Regions from separate parts of the Bombyx mori genome. Here all the other regions are linked to region 1. The links are chromatin contacts, called in public Hi-C maps. All regions are on one chromosome and are shown on one strand. Each heading gives the region's core, a stretch centred on a gene start, on an enhancer-like site or on the middle of the called end of the contact. The rest is flanking DNA. Distances are from core to core; before and after follow the strand shown.

Region 1 (4,579 bases), core at 889-3,388:
CATCTACAATGTAAATGCGCCACCCACCTTGAGATATAAGTTCTAAGGTCTCAGTATAGTTACAGTATTTATTACACAGTACAGTACAGTTTTTATTAACGATAATCGAGAAAATAGCCTAGATATGTGTCAAATAAATTCCTCAAAAAAACAAGGGTTCATTGGCTGTCGGCTTGCCACGCACACGCGGTCACGCAGAAAGTAGGTCGCCCTGTTTTGTAAAGTACCTAAATCGTTTATCTTTTTTTTTATTGTCTCTGTCTACTCCGGGAGCAACAAGAGTCTATGATTGCTTTTAGATAGCACTGACGCTGTTTCCGAAGCAGCAAGCATTCTCGTTTAAAAGGTGAGTAAGAGAGTCAGTGAGAAAAACGCAAGATAGAATATTATGGAGAGCCCTTGGGGAGGTCTATGCTGTACAGCAAGACGATCAAGAAACTGGTGTCGAATAATAAAACTGGATAATAAGTGTATACTTACATATTTAAAATTTTAAATATCTATAGCGCGCTAGTGACTTAGTTATTAAAATAAATAAAAACGTAATTTAAGTCAGATTGTTAATAAAGGCTATCTTATCATATCTTAAGAGAGTCAGTCGGCTTTGTGAAATCCGTTAACCCACTGAGTTCCTCGTCGGATCTTCTCAGTAAGTCGCGATTACGATCCGCGAGTAGGTTCAACGAAGCACTGGTCTTGCTAGGGCTAGTGTTAGCAATTATCTCAGGTTGAGCCCATGAGCTCACCTACCGGTCCGCGTGAAGTTGGAATAGCCCCTTAAACTACCAACAATTGGGTAGGGAAACAATGTGAGCTCTGTACTGTGGTATAAAAAAATTCCACCGCCATCAATGGGTCTCTTGTGACAAAGCAAATGAGACTTCAACCTCAAGGCGAGTAACATTCATGTGGTGGTTTCTACAAACAGGCAGTAACTGATTAATAGCAGCTGGTTTTGTTTATCTATTATACCCTTCCCTTAATTACAGTTCACAGTTCAACTTATGTTTGTCTTTTGTGGGACAGTCGTGTCCACAGTACTGCTAACACTTAGTGTTCCAGGATGCCTGAACTGGTAAACATTCAACACAGATGGATCGTGTTTCTTCACTTAACTCTGCATAATGAGCTTGCGTGATAGTTCGAAATATTGTCCAAAAATTAAAAAAGAAGTGATGATCAAAACCATCTCTCTCAACCAACTATTACATAGGCAGGCGTAATTGGACTCATGACAAAGAAATCCTTTGCTAGTCATTATTAAAACGTCAAGCGTTCCAATTTCAAATTTACTACGACTGTACATTTGCCATAACATAGGTGTACCAAAGATTCACAAAAATGTTTAAAGTAACAACAGAAATCGTAACTGATAATGTCTCCACGTCTTCATTCATAGAATGTTACAAGTCTTCTAACCTGTTGCGAGTTTCAATATTAGAAACACGAAAAACGACTTACCTTTCCGGGCGCCCCATTAAAGTTTCCATTGACTCCTCCTAACAGTCATAACATACATTTTAAACAAAAACTCAAACAGAACACTATCCATTTTAATGTTACATCACTATATTGTTAATGTTTTGATGAGCAGCGTTTTTTTTTTTTTTTTGTAAAATCAAACCAAGCCGAAATTATACAAAGATTGACCTCGCTTCTTAAATCTTACGAAACTTGTTTACTATCAAGAATTCTAAAATGGAATCTCGAAAAGGGTACGGATTCAATAAAGAACAATTCAGCTTCACACTGCCCTACATGTAAGGGGAGACATTACAATAATAAGAAACGAAAAATCACAAGTGAAAAGGAACAACATGATTACCTGAACCCGTGATTACATGTACAGCTGCTCGACACATGACAATGCCGGGATTAATAAATAAAATAAAATCATGCAAAGCGATGCACATTTTTATATAAAGAACATTCGAAGCGTGTTGTGAAATCTGATGCTAGACAGTTACGAATAAGCGTGCTCCAATAATATCGGCAATGTGTGATCTAGTATGCTCGTTTCGCAAACTAGCTTCTTAATGTTCGTTGCGTATTGAAAAAAAATTATCTCACCTTTCTAATTCTCCTTTTCATGATGCGTTCAGCGGCGAACACGCTGTCGCCTAGCTCCATCTTGTGCATCCCCAGTTTGATCGGTGGTAATCCAAAAAACACTGCAATCCAATAAATGTGATCCTGTCACTGCATCCAATTAATGAGGCACCGCAATCCAAATCGCATTCTTCGACACGACACTCCGTTCAACACTGTCCACAGTTCAAAGTTGGCGCGCGAACGGTCCTTTTTATAGAGCGCCGCGATACGTGTTCCCCGCTTCGTATCGTCGTGCAAACTGAAGTAAGGGGAAGAAGCTCTCCTCCCGCGCACCCCGCACGCAGCGTTCCTCGTAAATGTCGACAGAGCGCGCTACGAGTTCACCAACGCCCGCTCGATATTCTGTAAACAAGTTTTATTTTCATCATTTAGATCTCGTGTTTTCAGCTTCTTGCGTATTTTTTAAGTGAACTATGGATTTTTTATTAACATGTGTAGAAATTCTTATTCCATAGAGAAGTACGTGTTAGAAATTATTTATAAAACGTGTTTACCTAATACATTATTAATACATAACATACTTAAAATAGTTTTAAAAAATTCAGTAAGTTTCACTGAAGTCTTAGCAAGAAAATTTGGGAGCACCTAAAGTAATGGGTTGGTATATCCCGGCACTTTGGTAGTTAAATGTTTGAGGATTTAGCATCGAGTCCCCGCGGTGTCGCGCGGTGGAGGCACGAAGCAGGCGAGCGCGACGTTGCCGCTCCGCGCCAGCTGCGAGAGAAACACAGAGCGAGCGCTACCCTATTATTTACGCGCGGCGTTGCCGCACCGTCCGGCCTACGTTGATTACGAGGACACCGCTTTTACGTTTGATCATCCGGCACATTTATGTACAATTATTCGACGCTAGCGGCTAAATAATACATTTTTATTTATTCTAGTGTAAATTTCTAGCTAGTATTGAGATTAGTACAATATAAAATTAGCAGTACCTGTGAGAATCCAGGGTTAGAACAGATTTCGTCTAATGATCCCAAATATCGACATAAAACACAACCAAACGTAGTATTCGTTAAGAAAGTCTGTACTTAGTTTCACCGGGACCGCGAGCGAAAGCGACCTACCAACAGTACGCGCGTGAAATAACTAAGGCATTTTCGGTCGTATCGAATCGGGTTGGCATTCGTGAAAGGTCGGTATTCCGGGGTACGGGGCCGCGGGAGGGAAGCACTGCAGGCTCTCGTGATTGGTCGTAAAGTACGGGCGGCGAGCTCCGCGTAGCGGTGGCCAATCAGAGGACAAGATGCGGCGCCGCCCGCTGACGTCCGGCGGCCGGAGTGCTTCTCTCTCGCTCGGTCGCCGTGCGGTCGATTCCAACATTATTTTTTATGCTACGTGGCTCACATTCACATAGAAAAATGAACGGACATTTTGGATTACGTAGGGTCGCCGGATCCGGGCGCGGCGCGTTCTCTATTTATATTCGATGTATTGTTACAGGGAGAGAGATATGGGGCGATAAATGAACGCAGCTTGTGACGGCTTCAGCCGTACAGATATTGTCAGCTTTATCATTATGATGATTGATGTTCGAATTTAAAGAGACGTCCCGGATGTCGGTTCGTACTTAACATATACAGTACATTAATGTGACTTGTTTTTTTTAAAAATCTAAGTCATTCAAAATCGTTTCTTTAAGCCGTAGACTATTTTGAATTAATAAATTGAATTTGTAGTCTTTTGACATGTTTTAGCGTCAAACAGCATTAAGATAATACTTAATTCCTCGAGATGAGAACGAAGAAAACGCCAGGTTTCGGTTTTACAATACCTAAGTATCTACTGTTCTAACAATATTAGGTTACAAATTATGTCGGACGATACGTGAGCGTTTCAACATTACTCCTATCCTAGTCTGCAATCTTCTTCGGCTTTATAGGAATAGTTCCAGTGCATCAGTCGTGAAAAGATAGATATTGGTCGCTGTGCAACCACGAACTCTATGAGGTTCAGGTGCGAGGTTGCGGGTGCTAAGCGCGAAAGACATTTTCTCTAGGATTTCGTAACGAACAAACGTAGAAATGTTGGAATTTAGACTTTTAAGCTGAAATTTCATTTAGGCCGAATTGTTTTTTGTTTGCCAGTTTTTTTTTATTTCCTACCTATTCTAGTAACCTCGAGAGGTTATTCTAGATTCGCCGAATTAGTAGGTGAGCTCACGGGGCTAAAACTGAAATGACGTTACTAACGCGAACCCTAGCAAGAGTCCTGCTTCGCAGAATCTACCACCGGATCAGAAACTCGACTCACTGAGAAAATCCGGCGATAAACTCAGTGGGCTGTGTCTGTGGGCTAATTTACTCGCCGAGCCCTTTGTCGCAAGCGACGGGTTCGAGGAGAACGATGACCGGTGCTAGGTTTTTTTATTTTTTTTTATTGCTTAAATGATGGTAGGACCTCTTGTGAGCCCGCACGGGTAGGTACCACCGCCCCGCCTATTTCTGCCGTGAAGCAATAATGCGTT
Region 2 (4,579 bases), core at 1,403-3,902, 220 kb after region 1:
TAAGAACTAGGAGCAAGCTATGGAGGGTAGAGGTAATGAGAACCGTCTCTGTTGTGAAAAAGGGTCCGTTAAAATCTGCTAAATAAAGGCGGCGCTACAGTAGCAACCGGGTAAATTTAAAAAAAGGCTCTGAAAGTTATTTATTTATTTATTTTTTATTTAAAAAATTACAATTATTACAATAAGATAGAGAAATAAAAAAGGACAAAAGATCTGTAAGCACTACAAAATCACAAAAAGTATTTTATTTAAAGCTGACAAGAAAATGCAATCGATGTCTCTACGTTTTACCACAGCAATAATTTTAGGTTATATTGACGAACTTAGTTTGGACTACGTAAACATGTGAGGTATTGTATACTACACTGTCACTAACTACTCTAGTCATTAAATATATTAAATTTCCTAACTCAGCATACTTCAATCAGTTAACAACTGCTCAATTCATATCATACCCTGTGCCTAAGCTAGCGCCATTCTGGAGGATTTTTGAACTGTTATTTAGTGTTGAAAGTGGAACACTTTTTCAAGTTTCTCTCATAAGAGACGATTCTCCTTACCTCTACCCTCCATAGCAAGCTAAGAGACCCGCTGAGTTTCTCGCCGGATCTTCTCAGTGGGACGCGATTGAGACCCGGTAGTAGATTCATGCGCGGAGCAGTGCTCTTGAGCTGTTAGATCTCCGAAGGCGCTCGAGCAGCTGTTAGCAAATTCCACTCCTCCTAGCCAAACTATAGCTCGCCAATTAGTAATCCTTCCTTCCAAAAAAAATATAGGTAGGTATACCTTTTTTCACATTTCAGACTAAAAGACTCGGTTATAGTTAAGTTGTCAATAAAAAACATTTACACGGTAATTAAGATTTAGAATAGGATGTACAATTAATGAAGAACCATCATAAACGGCAGTAATGTTGTAGGCCGGTACAATGTTAGTCCACAAATTAATCCAACGTGGGCTTAGTTCTTAGATTTAATCGTCCTATAAAATGTTTCAAACAACCGAAGATAAGTCACGTCATTTTACGTAGCACAACACATAAATAAATGTCATCTCGCTCTAACATTAAGTACTTGCATGTACACGTCTCTCTCGCGCAATTTTCAGTCATCCCTTAAAACTGCGTTCACGATCAAATTTCCCTCAAGCGAATTCCAGCTGTATTCCTTGTTGTCTACGTTCATTTCCAAATGACTCGAATAGTCTGTGTCAATGTGTGTGTGTTTAATTTAACAACACAAACAAGACATTTTTATTACTAAAGTTATGGTTCTCACTCGAATTAGGAATAATTTTAAAAAGTGAGAATTGCGATATTATGTGTATATCAGTCTAAAGTATATTTCATTGTATAATTCTTTTGAAGGCATGTCGTAACGTAACGTAAGAGAGGAAGGAGCAGTTTCTGCGATTATCAGTTTGTACTCAGCAAAAATTGCGTCTGAAACTGTAGATGAAGACAAAGTTACTTATTTTTCTATTCGATGTTCTAACTATGTTCGAAACACAAATATCATACATATTTGGTAAAGCAATCAAAGAGGTTGTGGGCAGTGAAGTACTATCTACAATAATCTACTAATATAGTGACTAACTTTGTAAAAAACATAAATGGGCCGTGTCTTTTTCAGTGTTTATTTATTTATTAAGTTGCACCAAAAAAGTGATCATCAATACAAAACTTTGACAAACTGACAAAAGTTCATGGCAAATGTCACCTCAATTATAGGTGCAATATACAGTGCATTTAACAACAACAAAAAAATTATATAACTAAGATTTGATTACATTTGATTGATTCGAAAACAATAAAGTGTAAATTCTATAATGTAATGGTAGTGTTAAAAGGAAAATTTAACGTAGTTTTCTTTGAATTATACTTAATTAGAGTAAGGACAATGTGCAGTTTTGTATACCTATATTATTTCCCAAATAATGGTTCGAATTAAAATAATATGAGAATTCGTAGTAGAGGAATTTCCCAGAAGAATCGCAATCGATCTGAAAGTGTGACAGAGACAGTGTGGATCAGATATTTAACGATCAATCTGGTGACAATATTTTAAATCTTTTTATTTTGAAAAATTATAAATTGTATTGAAATTAACAATTTTTTTAGAAAGTTTCTTATGAGTATCGTGTTATGTATTATACTATTGAAACTCGATGACTATCAGCTGTATTTGTCTATCGGTATTATACGAAAAAACTGATGAGAGGAGGTTTTCTGTTGATATCACCACTCAGCCTATTTCTGCCGTGAAGTAATAATAAGCAAGGGTGGAGTAGTCGTTGTACTGTAGAATAGAACTCATGCCTCAAAATTGGTGGCGGCATTTACTACTTTGGTCTATGGATTCCGGTTACCACTTAAGATCAGATGGGTCAAAAAACATTCAAAATTTGTATTGAAAATTACGAGTTTAATTTAATACGATCCAATGCTTTTTAACTAATTATTCCTCATTCATATTGCATAGATCTATTTACTGCGAAATTAACTCAATAACTGTACGATTTTAACCGATCTTCCCTATCCTCTATTTACAAAGCAAAAAACGTTTTTGGCGTCACAAAACCAAACTTCAGTTATCATGAAACCGATCGTGGAAAACTTGTTATCTCGTGTAGCTTGACGCACGAACACATGCGCACAACCCACCCCGAGCTCACCCAGTCGCGTCGCTACACAGCCGCGCACACAACGACACGAGCGCATGCAATTTTGGGCCTTACAGCACACTCGCTCCCAATATGCCCTACCGATCCGAAATATAACCTCAAATTCCTAGTTTTTAACCCGATATCTGTTCGAATCTAATATCCGAATAAAAGAGCGGCCTATTAAGTGTCAGCTGTTATATAGTCACGTGTACAAGTGTGCGTTTATCTGTGTTCGTTCCGAGGATGTGGCATGTAAGCAACGGGCTGTCAATTTGTTTATGAGTGTTGTGATTATACGTGAGTAAATGAGTGCGTGCCTCGATAGAAGATGAGCGTAAGTAACTTAGAATTGTTTGTCTAATACATTTATTGGTGGACTATGTAAAGGGAATGTGTATTTGACGTCTGGAAGTCATTGACCTTAGGTTGACTGTCAAAATTTTTCATTCACTGTACGTAGCTTCCCAAGTTGTTACTAGATCAATAATTAACGTATTTTTTTAAAGATTGCATTCTCGAAGACACGATCTAGATTTTCATTGATCCACAACGACTGATTCACAAGAAATTATTAAGAAAAACTAATAGTTAAATACCTAAAAAAGTATATTATCTAAAATTGAATGTCAAGTCCCAAAACACATATGAATTTCTTTTTTCTCGTAGCAAGGAAAACGTGTTCATAACACACTCGATATAAAGCGGTTGTCGAAGCTCATTGATGGCGTAACGTGAATGGTACCGCCAACCTTCCCATGTTACGCCCGGACTTAAACAGCAGCTTTTTCGATATATATTTTTCAGCATTCGTAAAAACAATTATTTAATGTGACATCTAATGATAGAAGTAGTTGTAGCGTATATTAAAACATGAATCTAAACGTAACGAAACTTATTTTTTTATTTTTTTTTTATTGCTTAGATGGACGGACGAGCTCATAGCTTACCTGTTGTTAAGTGATTACTGGAACCCATAGACATCTACAACGTAAATGCGCCACCCACCTTGAGATATAAATTCGAAGATCTCAGTATAGTTACAGCGGGTGTCCTACCCTTCAGACCGAAACGCATTACCGCTTCACGGCAGAAATAGGCAGGGCGGTGGTACCTACCCGCACGGAATCACAAGAGGTCCTACCACCAGTAAAAATATCGTACCCAACATAGTACATGATCTAATTAAAATTTGTATAATAAAATAAAAGATAAATATAGTTATTTATGATAGATAAAGTTGGTATACATTTGTTCATAATCATTTGCATTAATTCTGCATTGCATTTACATACAATCGAGATTACGACATGTCTAAGGGCGTGTGGTGTCATTCCAACACCGGTCACCGTTGACCCCTGGATGAGTCGACACGAGGCCCAAATCGAAGTTCAAGGTTCATCGGTAGCGCTACGAGTGCAGTGCCTGCGGTATAATTAATGTTATCACAACGCTTCCACGCCGATAGCGGACAAGTGCCGCGATAAAATATATAGCTTCATGGCTCTCGTGTGTAACGGCGACGTGACGTTTAATTACGATGAAAATGCTATGCGAATGCGATTGTATTATCTGTTTTAATTAAAGACTGTGTTTGTCCGATTTTGATGAAGCTTGGTTGAGTTGATGATGGAGATCCAAGGAAGGTTTCTGATATGATATAAGTACCATCAAGGGTGGCAGGACCTCTTGTGAGTCCGCACGGGTAGGTGCCACCACCCTGCCTATTTCTGCCGTGAAGCAGTAATGCGTTTCGGTTCGAAGGGTGGGGCAGCCGTTGTAACTATACTTGAGACCTTAGAGCTTAAAACTCAAGGTGGGTGGCGCATTTACGTCGTGGATGTATATGGGCTCCAGTAACCACTTAACTAGTGGGCTGTGAGCTCGTCCACCCAGCTAAGTAATAAAAAAGGTGGAA
Region 3 (4,579 bases), core at 1,206-3,705, 200 kb after region 1:
TCACAGCCCATCTTGTGTTAAATGGTTACTACAATGGTTATTAGACATCTACAACGTAAATACGCCACCCACCTTGAGATATACCTAAGTTCTAAGGTCTCAGTATAGTTATAATGACTCCCTCACTCTTCAAACCGAAATGCTTCACGCCAGAATAGGCAGGGCGGTGGTAGCTACCGGACGTGCGGACTTACAAGAGGTCCTACCACCAGTAATTACGCAAATTATAATTTTACTGGTTTGATATTTATTACACCATTTTATTCCTTCACTGTGGAAGTCAATCGTGAGCATTTGTTGATCACCTACGTATTTCATTAGAAAAATTGGTACGCCACGACGACTTCAATCTTGCTAATCTATCTTGCCTAATTATGCCGCGAAGTAGTAGTAGCGTGGTGTTTGAAAGGTGAGGGAGTCGTTATATAATACAAACCTATGTCTCAATGTAGTGAGCGGTATTTACATTTCCGATATTTATGGGCTCCAGTAATTATATAACACCAGCTCGACCGTGAGCTCGTTTACCCGTGTTCACGACTATCTCATCTTCGGCAGGCTCTAGCCCTTGATCTGCAAACGCAGACAACTGTCATTTCATAAGAAGGCAACAGTTTTTATAGCTCCCAAACGTCCGAACATAGCTACTTTGGAGTGAAAAGGCCGTTGCGCTCAAGTTGGCTCCCTCCAATCCTTAGGTTAGCCGTCGGAGCACCGTGGTCCTTGCGTCGATAATCCTCAATCCTGAGGGTCGTGGCCTCATGAGGCTTTCTTGGGAAAATACACATGGTGGGTTCCCGCGTCCTTCCACGGCAGTGCTTTTGGAAGAGGTTTAGCTGAAGCCTTATTTGGGTCTGGCTAATTAACCGCCGCCAGACATTCGGCGTTGACTGTTTTACGGTGGAAAGGTCGAACTCCAACTCAACTCTCCTCTTTTCTCATCCGGGCTTGGGACCGGCATTGGCAGAGTTACCGAGCACCGTGGTATGTAGGTATATTTTCGTAACAACCTAGGTCTATATCTCATTCATGAATGTAAAAAGACAGCTTCGAAACGGTAATTCACGACAGCAATGCGACAAAAACCGATCTCGTAGTTGGCTTAGAACGGCAAGCCCGCCCACCAGTCCTGATGTTGCTGATAAAACCCCGGGCCACAAGAAATACCCGCGTCTCAAAAATAAGAAAATGTAGAATAGATGGTAGGCAGAAAGGCTAGTCTTTCTTTTGCAGCAAAAAAAATTTAGTCAATTTTAGTAAAAAACTTTGTCTAAGAACAATTCGAAAGATTTTGTCACCGTAATTTTCGCATACACGAACTCACTTTCAGGATGAAAGGTTTTTTTCTGTACAGTTCACGATTTACAATGTTTCAGTTTTTGAGGTCACAAACGAAATTCGAAGAAATTGTTTCATAAATCTATCGGGTATAAAAATAATATCTACTGTTCAGATTCATGTAGCGCCATCTACATTTCATTATTTGAATCAACTTTGTTTAGTTGCTCCGTCACGAAAGACAAACGAATTCTTATCTTGCAATGATTGTTTTGTTGTTACTATGTGATGGAATTTCAAGGGTAATCACCATTATGATATTTTTTCAAACGGTTATTAGCAATTAGTAATAAATTTTAAGTAAATCCAATTTCTTGATACAGCTTTTAAAGTTCTAAATTCACTTAATAATAATAATAACCTTTTAGGATTATGTATCTTGTGCCTTTTATTTTTCTATCAGAAATATCATATTAGCCTCAAATAACACAATAGCTTCACGTTAATTATTTAAAACTAAATTTAATAAACACCCATTTGTTATTAGATAGATAGGTACATTTACTTTATCTGTATCGAAGACTAAAAACGTCATTAAAGAATCTTATTTAATGTGTCTATATATTACTACGTGAAGCAAAAACTTTGTGTACCCTTTTTTAAGAAAATTGCGCACACGGAAGGTGTATAAAATTTCTAACACTTAAAGAGAATATAGAGAAGGAGTGCAGAATGCTAATATTTAATTAAAGTCGTGCATAAAAAATACATTAAATCAATAAAAAGAACATTACACACACAACCGTGTATTTGACACACACACGCATTTATACTCTTTTGTTTATTGTTTATCAATCTGTGGTCAAATTGAGAATAGATTATTATTGTTTGTCTTTAATATCATTTGTCTATAGTGTAGTCTTGACGAAGTCTGTGATTAGAAGTATAATAGTCTTTGACAATCGAAACATAATAATGTTCAAACTTATAATTTCAATTTATTATAATCGAATTTCGACTACAGTAGGCATCAAAACAAGAATTATCGTGTTCTTCTGCGATAAAATGTCGAAGAATTTTTGTATTATCGTTTCATTTTAAATGCGGACTGCATATCGGTGTCCGGTAGGGCGTCGGCTGGTAGGGAGCTCGGAAGGGCGTTGGCTTGGGGAGGTGGGTGGCCGCCGCGTGTTCCGTATCGACCGCTCGGATTATTACCCACCCTATACTAGGGATTAAGCGTGACCTTTACAATAGAAGATACGATTTGTCGTGTTGAATATTTCGTAGAATATAACTTGAGGTATTAAAAAAAATGCTCATATTTTTTTCGTCTATAGCGTTCTTTGCGTAGATGTGCAGACATGGATAGCTATGACCTCTACAACCATGAACCTCGAGACCCAAACTGAGACATTTCATGGACGTCTCGATTAGATTGAAATGACAGTTATATACCTACTCATCAAAACGTCCTTTATACTTTTTTATTTTGCTGAAGTTGGCAGAGAAATCGACACAGCTGTAAATTAACCAGATCAATAAGTGGTTAATGTTACTTAATAATTTCAGCGATGCAACTACCGCAACCAAGCCGCTTCCTCCAGCTCTGGATTACTTTCAAACCTAGCTTTTTTCTTATTTTTACTCAGCATAACTACTAACATTCTAATCTGTAACAGGTAAATACATGCAAACGACTTCCATTTTTTATATCTCTTTATTTATCGTATCGTTCCGGGTGCTATGAAAAAATCGTGTCGTTAAATATAAACGGACAAGGCATTTAGTTCATCGTATTTACATAAACAATTTGTTTGTCTTTATTCAATGCAGTTCATTATGACTGTAATATGATAAATTTAATTGTCTGTAATGCAGTTTAATATGAGATTTGGCGTGAACATTATAATAATTGTCTCCTGATTATAATAATTTGGGGTCCAAAGATAAAACAGTGTTTTGTTTGAGGGATGAGTTTAAAGTGTCAGTTGCTTTTGGTATAGTAGCTGTCTTCTATCTTCTGCTTCAGGTATTATTGCTCCAAATTGAATTCGTTTGGACGGAATCGGGATGCCCAACCATACGTGTCCACAATCTACTTTACCATTAATAAGAACTATGGTACATTCTAGGAGGTTTCTTTTTAAGTATTATAGCGTAGTTGAATAAGCGAGCTGACGGCGCAATTGCTGATAAACGATTACCGGATACTGTATACATGGCAAAAATATTGCCTAAACGTATCTCGAGACACGAGATCAAAGTTGCGGCGTATTTTGTAGGTATATGTAACATATGGCTGTTTCGCGGCAGAAGGCCAAGGTGGGTGGCGCATTTGTAAGGTTGGTGGCGCATTTACGTTGTAGATGTCCATGGGCTCCAGTAACCACTTAACACCAGGTGGGCTGTGAGCTCGTCCACTCATCTAAGCAATAAAAAAAAAAGAATAGTGATACGCAAGTCTTTATATATAATATAATTATATATTTCTCGATTTGTATTTAATGGTGTAGTCTGTGCGTGCATAATCGCAAAAGGAGCTTGCAGGCTTACAGCTGGACAAGTACTTTTCTTTTAATTCTCTGAAAGCATTTATCAAAAAAAGTTTTCTAAATGTCGCTTGTAATATGTTTATTACAACCTCTTTAAGGTACATATTCTAGCCCACTGAGTTTGTCGCCGGATCTTCTCAGTGAATCGCGTTTCCGATTCGATGCTAGATTCTGCGAAGGAGCTACTTTTGCTAAGGTTAGTGTTAGCAACGACGTCAGGTTTGAGCCCCATGATCTCACCTACTAGTTAAGGTTACGCTGAAATGGTCTCTCAAGACTATCAGCTAAGGTAGGAAAAAAATTAAGCTACATATTCCAAATCCAAACCGTAATTAAAACCGAATTTGACTGTTTCAATAAGCTGCCGAATGAATCGTGAAGTCGTCGTGGCCTAAAGGATAATACGTCCGTTGCAATCGTATCTAGCGATGCACCGACGTTCGAATCCCGCAGGCGGGTACCAATTTTTCTAATGAAATACGTACTCAACAAATGTTCACGATTGACTTCCACGGTGAAGGAATAACATCGTGTAATAAAAACCAAACCCGCAAAATTATAATTTGCGTAATCACTGGTGGTAGGACCTCTTGTGAGTCCGCACGGGTAGGTACCACCACCCTGCCTATTTCCGCCGTGAAGCAGTAACGCGTTTCGGTTCGAAGGGTGGGGTAGCCGTTGTAACTATACTGAGACTTTAGAACTTATATCTCGAGGTGGGTGGCGCATTTACGTTGTAGATGTCT

The links. A called contact is a pair of places that touch in the nucleus more often than the background predicts.
Region 2: a contact with region 1 is called in a Hi-C map of whole pupa, with 2.1 times the contacts expected there. The contact joins the promoter of LOC101736393 here to the promoter of PC in region 1. A contact is called at or near these places in 3 of 7 Hi-C or Micro-C datasets (posterior silk gland and whole pupa).
Region 3: a contact with region 1 is called in a Hi-C map of middle silk gland, with 1.7 times the contacts expected there. The contact joins the enhancer-like site here to the promoter of PC in region 1. A contact is called at or near these places in 3 of 7 Hi-C or Micro-C datasets (middle silk gland, an unstated tissue and whole pupa).

What each region holds. Positions count from the first base shown.
Region 1 is chr10:11,755,463-11,760,041 of ASM3026992v2, forward strand. PC (polycomb) reads right to left here and starts at 2,139. Exons shown (of 2, transcript NM_001201434.1): 1 at 2,071-2,139. The coding sequence starts at 2,139.
Region 2 is chr10:11,977,671-11,982,249 of ASM3026992v2, forward strand. LOC101736393 (ras-related protein Rab-37) reads left to right here and starts at 2,653. Exons shown (of 6, transcript XM_012697512.4): 1 at 2,653-2,998. The coding sequence starts at 2,993.
Region 3 is chr10:11,953,501-11,958,079 of ASM3026992v2, forward strand. No RefSeq gene overlaps it. Among protein-coding and RNA genes, the nearest start is that of LOC101736393, 25 kb to the right of the region's middle. Within about 2 kb of position 2,456, at least 6 of the 8 cell types and tissues checked have open chromatin away from gene starts, as enhancers often do.